2 separate regions of the Sus scrofa genome follow, and region 2 is linked to region 1. A link is a contact called in public HiChIP or PLAC-seq data. All regions are on one chromosome and are shown on one strand. Each heading gives the region's core, a stretch centred on a gene start, on an enhancer-like site or on the middle of the called end of the contact. The rest is flanking DNA. Distances are from core to core; before and after follow the strand shown.

Region 1 (6,306 bases), core at 289-2,788:
ACTAATGGAGGCTCAGAGAGGCTACGTGCCTTGCCCAAAGACACACAGTACAGATATATTGAGATCAGGTTTTTGAGCTGTCTGCCTTCAAATTCTACAGGGACTGCTCTGGGCACACAACATTCCAGAACCTGGATGTCCAGGAATTCATGTCAATTAGGCACTTATTCTCGGAATAAACATTTCCCTGAAGAGCTCTCCATGCTGGCCAGCAGCATGGCCCCGCCACAGTTCAGTCGAGGTGATGAGATGCCCATTCATCTCGGAGGCATGACGTGGGAGGTACACGTTCACACATGGGTTGAACTGTCAGTGTGGAATGTGTGTGCACGTGTAAGCTGTGGTGTGTGTGGTATGGTGTCCCTGCAGGGGCACCAGATAAAATACAAGAAGCCCAGTTAAATTTCAATTTTAGATGAACACGAGTTATTTTTTTAGTGTAGTAAGTCTGGCCCCTGCTCTATTTGGAACATACTTATACTAAAAAAATTTTTATTAACAAATTATAATTTTATTTGCTCAATCCAGCAGCTCCATGTATAGGCATGTGGGTTGGTGTAAGTGGACTTGATCCTTTGTGTCGGTCACACCCGAGCATGTGTGTGACTGTGCCTATATGTTTCCGTGTGTATATGGGAGGCTCTGCATCCAGGCTGGAGAGCCGGTGGTCGAACACAAATGGCTCCACCATCCCAAAGCTCTTCTCCCCCAAGGCCAACCCCTCTGGAGCAAGTGAGGTCAGGATGGGCCGTGAACACCAGGCCAGGGAGCCCTGGACTTTCCCCTAAGGCAATAAGGATCCACGGAAGGCTCTAGGCTGAGGAGGGGCGGCTTTAGCTGTGTGCCAGAGACGTCCCTCTGGCTGTGGGGCTGAGTAAGAACAGGAGAGGGCCACAGGGAAGGGAGGCCTTGGTGAGAGAGGATGACGATCTGGGCTCAGGCCAAGTGGCAGGACTTGCTGCACATCCCACTGCAGGTGGAGGGGTAGGGGTTGGGGTGACACTCAGCTTTAAGGCTTGGGCACCCACGGACTAGAGGGTTTCTCTTACTCCCTTCCTTGTCCTCCTCCATGTCAGGTACAGTGCCTGGTGCATGATGGATGCGCTTGGGTGTTTACGGCAGGAATATGTGCGGATGAATGGAGAAATAGGAACCCAGGAGGAGGCGGGAAAGGAAGGAGAGGCTGGCAAAAAGCTGACCTCAATTACTTGGGAGACGTTGAGTCGGAGACAGAAGTGAGATTTCCAGCAGACAGTTGGCCGTGTGACCAGCTCAGGAGAGAGGTCCAGGCTGAAGAAGCAAATCCAGGGAGTGCGAGCGGGTACAAACGATATGAAACCGCTGGCTGGGATCAGATCAGTACAGGACACAGTGAGGCTGGAGAAGGCAGTGGGAGGAAGGAAGCTTGGAGAAGATCGGCATTTAATGCTGAAAGCAGGAGTCCGAGAGGGTCAGTGTTTCCTCTCCCAGGACTGCTGGGGGTTAAGTGAGATAGATGCCCATGACCTGGCAGCTCCAAGAGGTCCAGGCAAGGGTGTAAGCAGAACATTTAACAGGCACTGGCCAGTCAGATCCGGCTGGGCCACCAGCGGGTGCCAGGCCTTCTGGGCTCCCAGCTGTGTTGGAATCAACTCTGGAATAGCGGTGTCATAGAGAAGTCGGGGGAAGGATGGCGGGAGGGTCTGGGGCAGCTGGGGCAGGGAGGGGGCAGTCGGGGACTCAGGCAGCTGCTCTGTAGAATGTAAACATGTAAAGACTTTAAAAAGCGGGCAGTTATATGGGGATAACCTGGCTGCATGTCAGCCCCGGGACTGACAGCAACTATGTACTTCCTTCCTGTGTGGCCTTGCATTAGAATAGTGCCCAGCAGAGAGTAAAGCAGAGTCCTAGCACAGTGCCTGGTCTAGCATAGGGTCTCCATAAATGTGCCTTCCAATCATTTCAGGGAGTAAAGTTGCCTCCATAGTAACAAGGAATTTCCTCCTCTGAGCACAATTTTTCTATTTTAGGGAACCACATTTCCTTTCACTTGGGAAGACCTGTCTTTTCGGCCATTGAATTCCTGGGAATTTCAAAGACACAGGGCTGCAAGCTCACCGTGGCTCACAGGACAGTTGGAGCCTAAGTGAACAATGGCCCCATCTCGAGGGACAGCGCCAGTCAGGGTCACCCCTCTGGTAGCCTCCCCTTCCTTCCGACACAGCCTCATCATCTGTCAGGAACCAGGGGCTTCTCCCGGGCTTGGCACACAGTCCATGCTGTGTAAGTGTTGGCTGTGATTATTTTTGTTTTTACTATCCCTGGGCCTGGTGTTTCCTCAAATTGAATCATTTCTGTGACTCTAAAGCTTAGTTTATTTTATTTTACCCAAGCCTCAGGCTGATACCTCAGTGGCTTTGGATCCCCAAACGAGGTCATTTTGCAACAACTAATTCCAACGCAATCTCTTTCCGGTGATTTTTTAAACACTCACCACAGAGGAAGGTTGGTTTCCTTCAAGAGCTCACTTAGTTTAGATAAATATTTGGCCTGGTGGATATACAAATCATCCTAAAATGTACCTTTTCCTAGGTGTAGAGTCTCAAAGGGTTTTCAGGATTCAATGCATATTCATTCAGTTATTGCTGTGTCTCCTTTGTTGTTCTCTGGAACATCAAAGAGGGTGGGCTTTTGGTCTGTTTTGTTCGCAGCTGTAAATCCAGAGGCGGAACAGCGCTGCCACACAGTAGGTGCTCAGGGCATAGTTGCTGAATGAACGAATGCGTGAATGAATGAGTGAATGAACGTCTTCTCGGTGCCAGGATGCCTGGCATTGGAAACCCAGACAAGGACATAGTCCCTGCTGTCTGTGAGCTTGGGGTCTTGTAGAAGACCTCCCCACTCCCCGCAACACCTACCTGAAAGTCAAAGCAGATCAACACAACTCCCTGTGAGACATGTCAACACCCTCTGCTGGGCATGGGAGCCTGACAGAAAGAATGACAGTGCTGTTGGGAATCTCAGGGAAGGTGACCTGGAAGAGGTGGCATTTGAGTTGCATCTGATTTTAGCAGGAGGAGTTGGCATAAGGGAAACAATGAGCTACAGTCCTGAGCGGGAAACCCTGGTTTAGGAGAGGAAGGAGCAGGAGGGCCACCACAGAGGAGGGTTGCAGGAGGGTGTGTACATCACAGGGGCATAAGCTGCAGGAGGGCAGGGGCTGTGTCTGTCTTGTCCCTTGTTACATGGCACCACATCTGGCACATCATAGATGCTCAGGAAATCGTGCCTTGTAGCTCGAGAATGGATAAATGACATGAAAATGTAAAGAAAAGATGGGACCTAGAAATCTTTTTGGAAATTTTTTTTTAGCGACTGCAATGGGTCTCATTTCCCCCTTCCATCCTGTGTGGGTGCTTTTGTGGGGAAGGAAGCTTAACTTCAACCCCAGTTGCCTCTGTGACACCCCACCAAGGGATTATGTACTTTTGGTTGGGGTACCCCTCAGAAATGGGGTGGTCACTCCCTCCCACACAGCTGGCCCCTTTTTTGTACAGTTCTGATTTTTAGAGTAGCCAGCCTTACACTGACCACACAGCAGCAAGGAGTTCCAGGGAAAGACCGCTGAATTGGCTTGGCTCCTGGTCCTGCCAGTGACTCCTGTGCTCCCTTGGGCAGAGCTGGTGTACCCAGTAATTACCAGTGTGGGTGCTGGTGTCTGACAATTACTGGGCATCTCAGTGCCTTCACTTCTTTATCTGTCAAATGAGGATCGTAATAATAGTATTTTCCTCATAGGATCCTTCTGGGAATCCTGTGAGTCCTCAGTACCTTATTGGCAAGTGAGTAAGGACTTATTATAAATTAATCACAATGTGGTGAGGTCTCCTGCGGCTCTCAGTTTGCCGCAGGAGACCTCACCGCATGGCTGACCTGCCATGTCACTCCCATGCCACCCAGCTCCTGAGTTTTCTCTCTACCTTTGCTGGCTAGGTTTCTGCTTCTTGCCATCACATATCTTGGCCTCTAAGACATGTATTTAGAACCGGCCTGCAAAGAGCAGAAGGAGGAAATGAAGCAAAGGAAACAGGCAAAGTTCTCTCTCCCAGCAAGTCCATGGGGACTCAAGACTCCGGGCCTTTTGCAAAGGGGGCTCGCCCAGCCTTTGAAATAACTGCTTCCTTCTCTTTTGGCCTTTTCAGATCAGGGACGTGGGAGGAGGCCTGGAAGTTTACACTGAACAGGAGGCTGAAAGCTTTCCTCTGATGTGCCCCACTCATCCAGGGGCCCTGCCCTGGGAGACAGGGCTCTGGGCTGTGGTCGCTCCTCCTGGGGTCTGCCTTGGACTCGCCACAGGCCCAGCTGCCACTGACCAGGCAGATTTCTTTTAAAAGGTTTGGCTGACCTTCAGCAGAGCCGAGGTGTGGTCAGAGCTGAAAGAAGCTTTAAGACTCCAGAGCAGTGGTTCCCGGGCTGGGAGCCTCTGAGTGCTGGGGGTCCTCAGATTATTTCTAGTTCTTTCAAAAGCCTAAAAGTAACAGTCTGTAGCCCCTGTGTGAGGATACACAGGCTCCTAGCAGTTTCAGGTGTCTCTGTGTTTCCCTGAGGTCAAGTCAGGGTGGCCCCTCTGTACCCTGGTGTTGCTGAAGAAAATACTAACAGTTTCTTATGCAGCTTTTCCTCTGCCAGGAGCTGGACAAAGCCCTTTCCACACATCTGCTCACTGATCTTCACCCTGGTAAGGTGGGTAGGCTTATGATCCCTATTTTACAGATGGAGAAACCGAGGGTCAAAGGGACTAAGCAAGCTGCCCGAGGCTACACAGCCCTCCAGGATTCCAATCCAGGTAGGCTGGTTCCCCAGCTCCACCCTCAGTCACTAGGAATAGCCTCCTGGGAGCTCAGTTTTATGTCTCTGAATCCTGCAAGAGGGGCAAACACATGCTTCATTACCAGGAAAAGGTACCAGCAGGGAAGATTTTTGGATGCAAGCATTTGATGTAGGGGGCATAATAACAGAGGTAGTGGGATAGTGTGAACCAGCCCCCTTATGTTGGCTTGTGTGGTAGAACTAAGGCCCAGAGAAGGGAGAGTCTTGCCCAAGGTCTTGTGAACTGGCAGCTGGAACAAGAATTTTTTCACTTCTAGTGGGCTCCTTAGACTGACTCCAGAGCGCCCTTGGCTAGCCAGGAAGCAGGCCAGCGGTGGGTTTTTCCAAGCTGATGGCTCAGACCTATGATGGCATAGGCCTGTGGCTCTGCCTGGCAGGGTCTTCGAGCTCCCCCTGTCCCGCAGGCTGCTCCCTGACATGGGTCAGACCACACATCTTGACTGATTCTCCATCAGTTCCCACCTACCTCCCACCAGCTGCACAGCGCTTTGGTCTTGCCAGACCACAGGGCTGCTGAGTGCTGGGGTCGGGGGGGCTGGTGGTATCTGTCTTCAGCAAACTCTTCCCTCATCCCCTCTGTGACTTTCAGTTCCATACTTGTGCATGCACTTTACAGTTTGCAAAGTGCTTCCACGCTATTATGTCCTCTGAGACCCAAGCCTGCTCTGGGAGCTGGGCAGGGCAGGGATAATGCCCCATATTACAGAAGAGGAAAAGGAAGTTCTAAGAGGCAAGTGCCTTGTTTGAGTTTAAATGCTTAGCTAAGAAATGTTGGAGCTGAGTTGGCCTATCCTACCTCACCACTGCCTGTTCCACCCCACCAGACAGCCTCGCCCCTTTCAGAAATGGGGACTCAGCGAGCTGTGATGAGCACGGTGCTGAGCTGGGTCCTGCAAAGCACTTTTCTGTAACCAACAGCATCACCATTAACCACATCTTTCTTCCAGTAGTAGACAAACACAGGTACTCAGTTAAAGGTTAAACCCGTGTCCCCTAAGATTCTGGTCCTGCACCCTGAGAGCTCATGATGTGATGAAGATACAGAGATGTTCAAGTCAGAAGCGATTTCTGTCATACTGTCACCCTGGAAAGATGGTTCATTGTTGGGGCCCCGGTTTCTGCAAGTGGGCAAATGAAGGTGCGAATAATACTTATCTTGCTTCTGAGAAAAATGAGCAGAACCTTCACATACAAATTTCGTTGAGAAATAGTTACACAACTGTTACACGTGACAATGAATTTTCATAAGCAGGGAAAGCAAGGGAAATTCATATTTATTTATTTACTTAGGGCCACACCTGCAGCATTTGGAAGTTCCCAGGGTTGGGATCAAATCGGAGTCACAGCTGCTGACCTATGCCACAGACACAACACTGAATCCGAGCCACATCTGTGAACTAAGCCGCAGCTTGCAGCAACACCGGATCCTTAACCCAT
Region 2 (6,642 bases), core at 3,754-6,253, 140 kb after region 1:
TATACCATCTGATAATGATTTTAGGAAACAGTCTAACAATGGGATGCCTTTATCAGCTGCTCCTCTGGGATGCTAGTGACCTAAATACCCAGTGATGCAGCCAGGGGCCAATGAAGAGAGCCCTGGCCTTGGAGCCAGGAGACCTGGGTCCAGTAACTTAGTACGGGACCTTGGGCAAGGTAGTTCCACTCTCTGAGCCTCAGTTGATCACCTGTCAAATAGACAGAATAAGCATAACTACAACATAAGATGGCTGGGAGAATACAAAGATACGTGTAAGAATATCTAGTATAGAGTAGGCACTTAAGTGGGCAGTAATGCTATTCTTGGTGATTCTTTAACCCTATGCTGTGAATTGCTCTCTAAGTCTTTGAAAGTTATATATGCTTTTAAAAACAGAACAAAATTCTCAAACCTCTCCTTAATGCCTCCTCTATGCCAGGCCCAATGCCAGGCCTGGAAGTCATAGTCATAAACCTGTACAGCCCCTACCCTTTCAAAGCTCATTGCCTGTGGGAAGATAGACAGAGACTGGCTACCATTCTAGACAGAATTCTGTCATCGGAGAATGGAGAAACAGAGAGTGGGAGCACAGAAGAAATAGTCCTCATTCCTTGGTGATGAGAATCAGGAAGTCTTCTTGTAAGAGGAGGCTTTTAACGGACTTTGAAATATGGGAAGGAGTCACTGATCTGAAAGTGAAGGTGAAGCCACTTCAGTCTAAGGGGCCTCACAGATAAATGTTCAGATTCACAAAAGCAGAGAGTATGATTCAAGATCAAGTACAAGTAGGATATGGTTGGCCTGTAGTGTGTTCAAAAAGTTGCAAACAAGAAAATCATGGACTTGGAAAATAGACTTGTGGCTGCCTGATGGGAGAGGGAGGGAATGGGAGGGATCGGGAGCTTGGGATTATGAGACACAACTTAGAATAGATTTACAAGGAGATCCTGCTGAGTAGCATTGAGAACTATGTCTAGATACTCATGTTGCAACAGAACAAAGGGTGGGGGTGAAAATGTATACGTGTAAGGATAACTTGATCCCCTTGCTGTACAGTGGGAAAATAAAATAAAAAAGATAATAATTTCCCTCTCCCGAAATCCAATAAAAATCATGGCTAAAGGACAAAAAAAAAAAAAAAAAAAAAAAAAAAAAAAAAAAAAGTTGCAAACAGTGATAAAGACAGAGAGGTGAGTGCAGTTAGACCCTGGCGGACTCAGGAACTTGACTTGACTGGCTGGACTTGGGCCAGTTTGCTCACTAAGATATGCCACAGAGAAGGGTCATTTCAAAAAGTAACATGACCCCATTCCTTTTCAGGCCCCAGAAAGTCGTTTGGCATGGCTCCAGCACCCACGGAGTCCGTCTTGTGGATCAGTACTGTGAAGCCTGGCGGACGGCAGACGTGGCGGTCATGGGCTTGGCTCCCCGCTGAGCACGGGGAAGATTCTGGACCAGAAAGCATACAGCTGCGCTGATAGGCTAATTGTTCTGTGTATCGAAAACAGTTTCATGACAGACGCGAGGAAGTAACGACCTTCGCATGATTCCTAAGAGTTTTCCGATCTTGCTTATGTGAAGAGTTGACACTGAAATCTAAAATGTTTAAATGTTGTAAATATTAGGGTTTTTTTTTTTACACATTCGTCACGACAGCAACCAAAGAAAACATACCTCAGTATACTCAAAACTGAAGACATAAAGGACTCAGACGAAAGATAAAATCTTATCCATCTCTTGGTGCTAGATTCTGCAGGAAACCCCATGCAGTATGAACACATCCCAACATGGTTAAGAGCAAGTTGAAAACAAAGGCCTTGGCTTTTTGCCCACTGCATCTTCAGAAAGTGATTGCCTCTTTTTAACCGTTGTTGAGTGTAAGATGTCCTTCATGTTTTCTTACAAAGTCAGTGTTTAGAAATGTTACCCCTTTCTAAGTTATGTACAGACGGAGTGCTTTATTCTTTAATATACATCCATTGTTTGCAACTTCTATTCATAAAGAGAAACAGAACTGCTCAAAATGATCCTATTTGTATTTTCTGGTATTACCAGACATTCAACTTTTTTCCCTAAAATATCATTGCCATCATGCCTTAGGAGTTTTATATTTTTACACAATTATATTTTAGTATGGCATTGTTTATATAACTGACTTGCTGGAAAAGTTTAAATGCCAAATGATCTGAAACTAGAAAAGAAATAACACAAAATTTCTACCTTTCCTTTGGCAGTCCTTTTCCCCTCCCCCAAGCCCTGATTTTATGACTCCCTTTTGGCAATTCTTGAATTATAACTGCGATTGAACAAACAAGTTCTGAGAATGAATTTTCTGAGATGCATACATCTTCCTGCTGTATACTTTGATTATTTTTTTCCCCCTGTAAGTGGTCATAAAAACATCTTTTCCAGGTGTTTTCTTCTGTTTGACTTTTTTCCCCAGTTCCTTTATTCTCCACCACTGATGTGGAAGCAGCCCTGGGGTGGATTTGCTAACCTTGTCACTGCCACTTGTGCTACCCTTTGGGAGATGAGCAGAGAACAGGAGGATTTTCCCATCATCCTCCTCTGCTCCTCCCTGTTGTCTCCCACTCAGTGGGACAGGCTGAAGAGCCTCAGTGTGACAAATAGGATCAACTGTGTCTCAATACACAACTTTGGGGACAAGTCTGCCTTTTTCTCTCAAGGAGGTTGGGACACAATAAGTAACATCAGCTCTCAGTTCCTAAATATTGGACTTATCATAAGTCTCATTTATCTTTCCTCATGATCCTGCAAGGTAAATATTTTTATCTTTACAAATGAAAAAAAAAAAGTTGAGGCTCAGGAAGACACTTGTTCCAGGTCACACAGCTGCTGAATGGTGGGGCTGCTTGCAGGCCAAGGTTCTGTCTCACTCCAGTGCCCAGGATTGTTGCAGGAGCCACTGCATAGGGCTGTCTATTCGCTCCCTCCCAGCTTCCCGTCTCTGACTCTCTGGCTCTTGGCTTGATGCTGCAGGAGAAACAGAATCACCAGGCAAGTGGCATGCCGGGATATTTCCTCCTATTCATCTGGGCTGGCCCAGAAGCTCCGTAAAGGGAATCCACCCTAATAGTCCTTGAGGTAGGAAGGAAACGGGGGACCAAAAAAAGGCAGACAGCCTCCACTTAGGGGCTCCCTAAGTGGAAGAGTGGTGAGAATCATTCTGAGTCATGGGATGAGGACAGGTATAGGTTGGAAAGCCCCAGCAGCAGATTGTTTCAGACTCCTGCACCCACGACGTGACTGGTGTGGAAGGGACGTGAGGGAGAAGGAGAGCAGGAGGCTGATGAGGTCTCGAAGTGAAGGTGCCATCCATTTTAACCAGAGCCCACCGTGGCCCTAGGCCACAGAGGGGGCAGGGTGGAGTCAGGGTTTGGGGGAGCCAAAAGGAGGGGAGACCCCAGGATCAAGGGTTGAGGTTCATGCTCTGGCTTCTCAGTCCTCTTTGTGCACTGGAGGAGGTATAACCAACCGGCCTTCCCAGAAGAGGCTTGAATCAACCCCAACCCTGGTGAAACTTTGAGAATGATGGTCAAAATCCTGGGCCTGGTATTCAAGGCCCTTCACTGAACATGAGTTTTCCTGTTACTTGTCAACAGCCACCAGCCTGAGGTCCTCATGATTACTTAAGCGAGTCACATAGGCTCCTCAGTCAGGCTGTTGTCTGTGTCCTACCTCTTGTTGGAAAAGCCTTAACCCCTAGGTCTAGCCTGGCCCTCTTTCCAATAGCCTATGTCAACTCTGCTTGCTTCCTCTGTGACATCCCCCAGCCCTCCTGGACCTGCTCACCTTTTTTGTCTGTTTTTGCTTCTTAGGGCCACACCCACGGCATATGAAAGTTTCCAGACTGGGGGCAAATCGGAGCTGTAGCTACCAGTCTACACCATAGCCACAGCAACGCAGAATCCAAGCTGTATCTGCAACCTACACCACAGCTCACATAAATGCTGGATCCCCAGCCCACTGAGCGAGGCCAGGGATTGAACCCACATCCTCATGGATCTAGTCAGATTCGCTGCCACTAGCCATGATGGGAACTCCCATGCCTGCGTACCCTTGTCATACTTCCTTCTCTGAATACCTAGTGTGTGTAACATCTGGATCTTATCACACAAGTGAAACACAATGATTGAAAGGTCTCCAAGCCTTGGCTTTATCCCTGTCCTTCAAGGCTGGGGAGCAGAGTAGTGCTCTCGGACATAATATAGGAGGGAAGATAGGGCAACAGGAGTTAGTCTTTGCAGTGTGGGAGGGCTTGCTCTGAGTGCATTTTGTAGACTCTCAAGGTCTGAAGCCTGTTGCATCCACGGTGCCCTGTCCAGAAGCAGAGGACTGAAGCAGCTGTCCTCTATCCCCCATACCAGGAGCCAGGTCCCACGGGGGTGGCTGACGTTGGAGGGCAGGAAGAAGACAAAGGACTGGGGAGGGCCTAGAGGTGAGGCAGACAGGGTATGAAGCGGAAAGTCCAGGGGAGCTCTCTGCCCACTTGAACGTGGCCACAGACGGCCCGCAGGGAACGAGCAGAATGGGTCGCAAGAGCCACTCTCAGATTTCCTGCGCCTCTGCATTTAGACGGCTCCTACCGTGTGGCTTAAACCTGTACGGAGTGGAAGTAGGAGACAGCACGGAATTCAGAGAACTGTCAGCTGTCCAGTACAGCTGAATATTACTCAATGAGGAAAGCACAAGTCAAACTCATAAGCTGAAAAACAACAACAGAAAGGAATGTATTGGCTCATGAAACCAGGAAGGATGGGGAATCCAAGAGATTCAAGTGATGGGATCACTTGGTTTGTTTCTGTGTGTGTGTGTGTGTCCATCTGTATGTCTTGATTCTGCTTTTTTCTGTATGTGGCTTCCTTCCTTTCAGCAAGGTCAAGATTCCTTCGGGTGGCAGCGGTTGTTCTCAGCTCCAGGCTTACATTCCTCCACCACCCCAGAGTGTGGCCTCAGAGGAAAAAGACTTCCTTCCCCTCTGGGATTATAGTAACTCCTGAAAAGGATTCTGATTGGTGCCACTCGTGTTGTTAGCCTGTGACTGTGTGACTGGCAGCTCCACCCAAGATGAGTTGTACAGCGGAAATAACTCCTCCACCCAAAATGTGAGGAGGTTTGCAATGGCCAGAAAACAGGGCTCAAGAGGTTGAGAAGAAGACCAAAGGAGACAGAGAGAGGGAAGGATTCCAGCCCCCAATAGGAGGGAAGGGCTGAATGTGGGGGATGTGGTGGTGGATGAGGTGCTGGCCTTGAAATCTAGGGTAAGGCGTGTGACCTCATCCTGCTACTGGTGGAGCACCTTGGGAAGATTTTAGAGATGCCAGGTATGGGATCAGTTCCGTGTTTGAGAAAGATTAAGCATTTCTTTTGTTCATTGACTCATCCAGAGATACTATCTCAATGCTTTTGTACTCAGAACCATGTTTGGATTTGGAGATACAAAGGTAAGGGATAGCCCCGCTGGTCAGATCCACCAAACCCATTTTCCTGCCGAAGACTGTTGGAGATCCCCCATGCATCTCCTCTTCCTCCAGCTCCTCATGGAAGGAATTCAGCTTCCGTGTAATCCAACAACGAAATGTATCATCTGGCCCAGGAAGGGCTCCAGGATTCCTCCCTGGCACTGGGGCTGGACTCCTCAACGACCTTAGCAGTTGGGGCAAGTGTGCACGTACAATCCCTGCCTCACCTGGAAGCTGGAGAGGTACCTCTCTGGTGTCCTGAGTTGCCAAGCCACAACTGAGCCTCCTCAAAGCTCTATGATTGCCACTGGCCAATTTCCCCCTTTGCCTTCTCCCTTGTACTCCAACTCAGGGGGCCATGGAGTACAGCCAGGCCTTTGTCTGGGTTTGAATTTGGGCTCTACCACCTACTAGCCATGTGATCATAGCAAATTACTGACAATTGTATCTGACATTCAACCCTTTCCTGCAGCTCAGTTTCTTCATCTGTAAAATAGCGGTAGTAACGGAAACTGCTCTGCGTTGAGTGAAGTTGTTGGAAGCTCTGGGAATGACGTTGTTAACCCTAAGTGAGCACCCAGTAAGACCTGCCCTAGATGCCTCTCAAGATGGGCTGGGGGCCCTTCCTCCAGCCTTGCTGGTTGGCGTCTTCCGATCTGCCTGGTTTCTCCATCTGCCTTCAAGGCCGGAGCCTTGGTTTAACCTATACCCACTCGTGCAGCTGTACCTGTTGGTGAATATCCACCCTCCCAAGCCTCTGGGAGTCCTGGCTACCTTGCCCCTCCGTTCAGCCTCCCTGTAATCCAACAACGAAATGTATCATCTGGCCCAGGAAGGGCTCCATGATTCCTCTCTGGCACTGGGGCCGGACTCCTTCTGATTGACAGGAGCATGTGCCCCAGTGACTGTGAAATAATCAGATTATCCCCCTGCCCAGGCCTGCCCAGCACCCTGAGTTCCAAGGAGGACTCAGAGCACTCTGTTGGCCGATACGTTCATGGAGGAGACTGCCCGCCCCACCCCTTGCTCCAGACTTCCTCCTTCTCTGGACCTTCTCTCAGGGAGTGGGACCACCAGCCAGCTGGTAGCCTAGGAGCCATTTACTTATTCGCTCAACAGATAGGGATGGAATGCTTCCTTAGTGATAACAACAACA

Evidence for each region. HiChIP or PLAC-seq counts read pairs in DNA pulled down with a chosen protein or histone mark.
Region 2: a contact with region 1 is called in an H3K27ac HiChIP or PLAC-seq map of skeletal muscle. The contact joins two enhancer-like sites. A contact is called at or near these places in 2 of 2 datasets of contacts at active chromatin or transcription factors (alveolar macrophages and skeletal muscle).

What each region holds. Positions count from the first base shown.
Region 1 is chr1:240,692,158-240,698,463 of Sscrofa11.1, forward strand. It overlaps LOC106509211 (a long non-coding RNA gene), which reads left to right. Exons shown (of 6, transcript XR_002336984.1): 2 at 4,753-4,825. Among named protein-coding and RNA genes, the nearest start is that of COL15A1, 23 kb to the right of the region's middle. Within about 2 kb of position 1,539, at least 10 of the 83 cell types and tissues checked have an H3K27ac peak or open chromatin away from gene starts, as enhancers often do. A contact at or near this core is called in skeletal muscle, where this site is marked.
Region 2 is chr1:240,826,773-240,833,414 of Sscrofa11.1, forward strand. COL15A1 (collagen alpha-1(XV) chain) reads left to right here. Exons shown (of 42, transcript XM_021066594.1): 41 at 1,324-1,415; 42 at 1,418-2,416. The coding sequence ends at 1,536. Among named protein-coding and RNA genes, the nearest start is that of TGFBR1, 30 kb to the right of the region's middle. Within about 2 kb of position 5,004, at least 16 of the 83 cell types and tissues checked have an H3K27ac peak or open chromatin away from gene starts, as enhancers often do. A contact at or near this core is called in skeletal muscle, where this site is marked.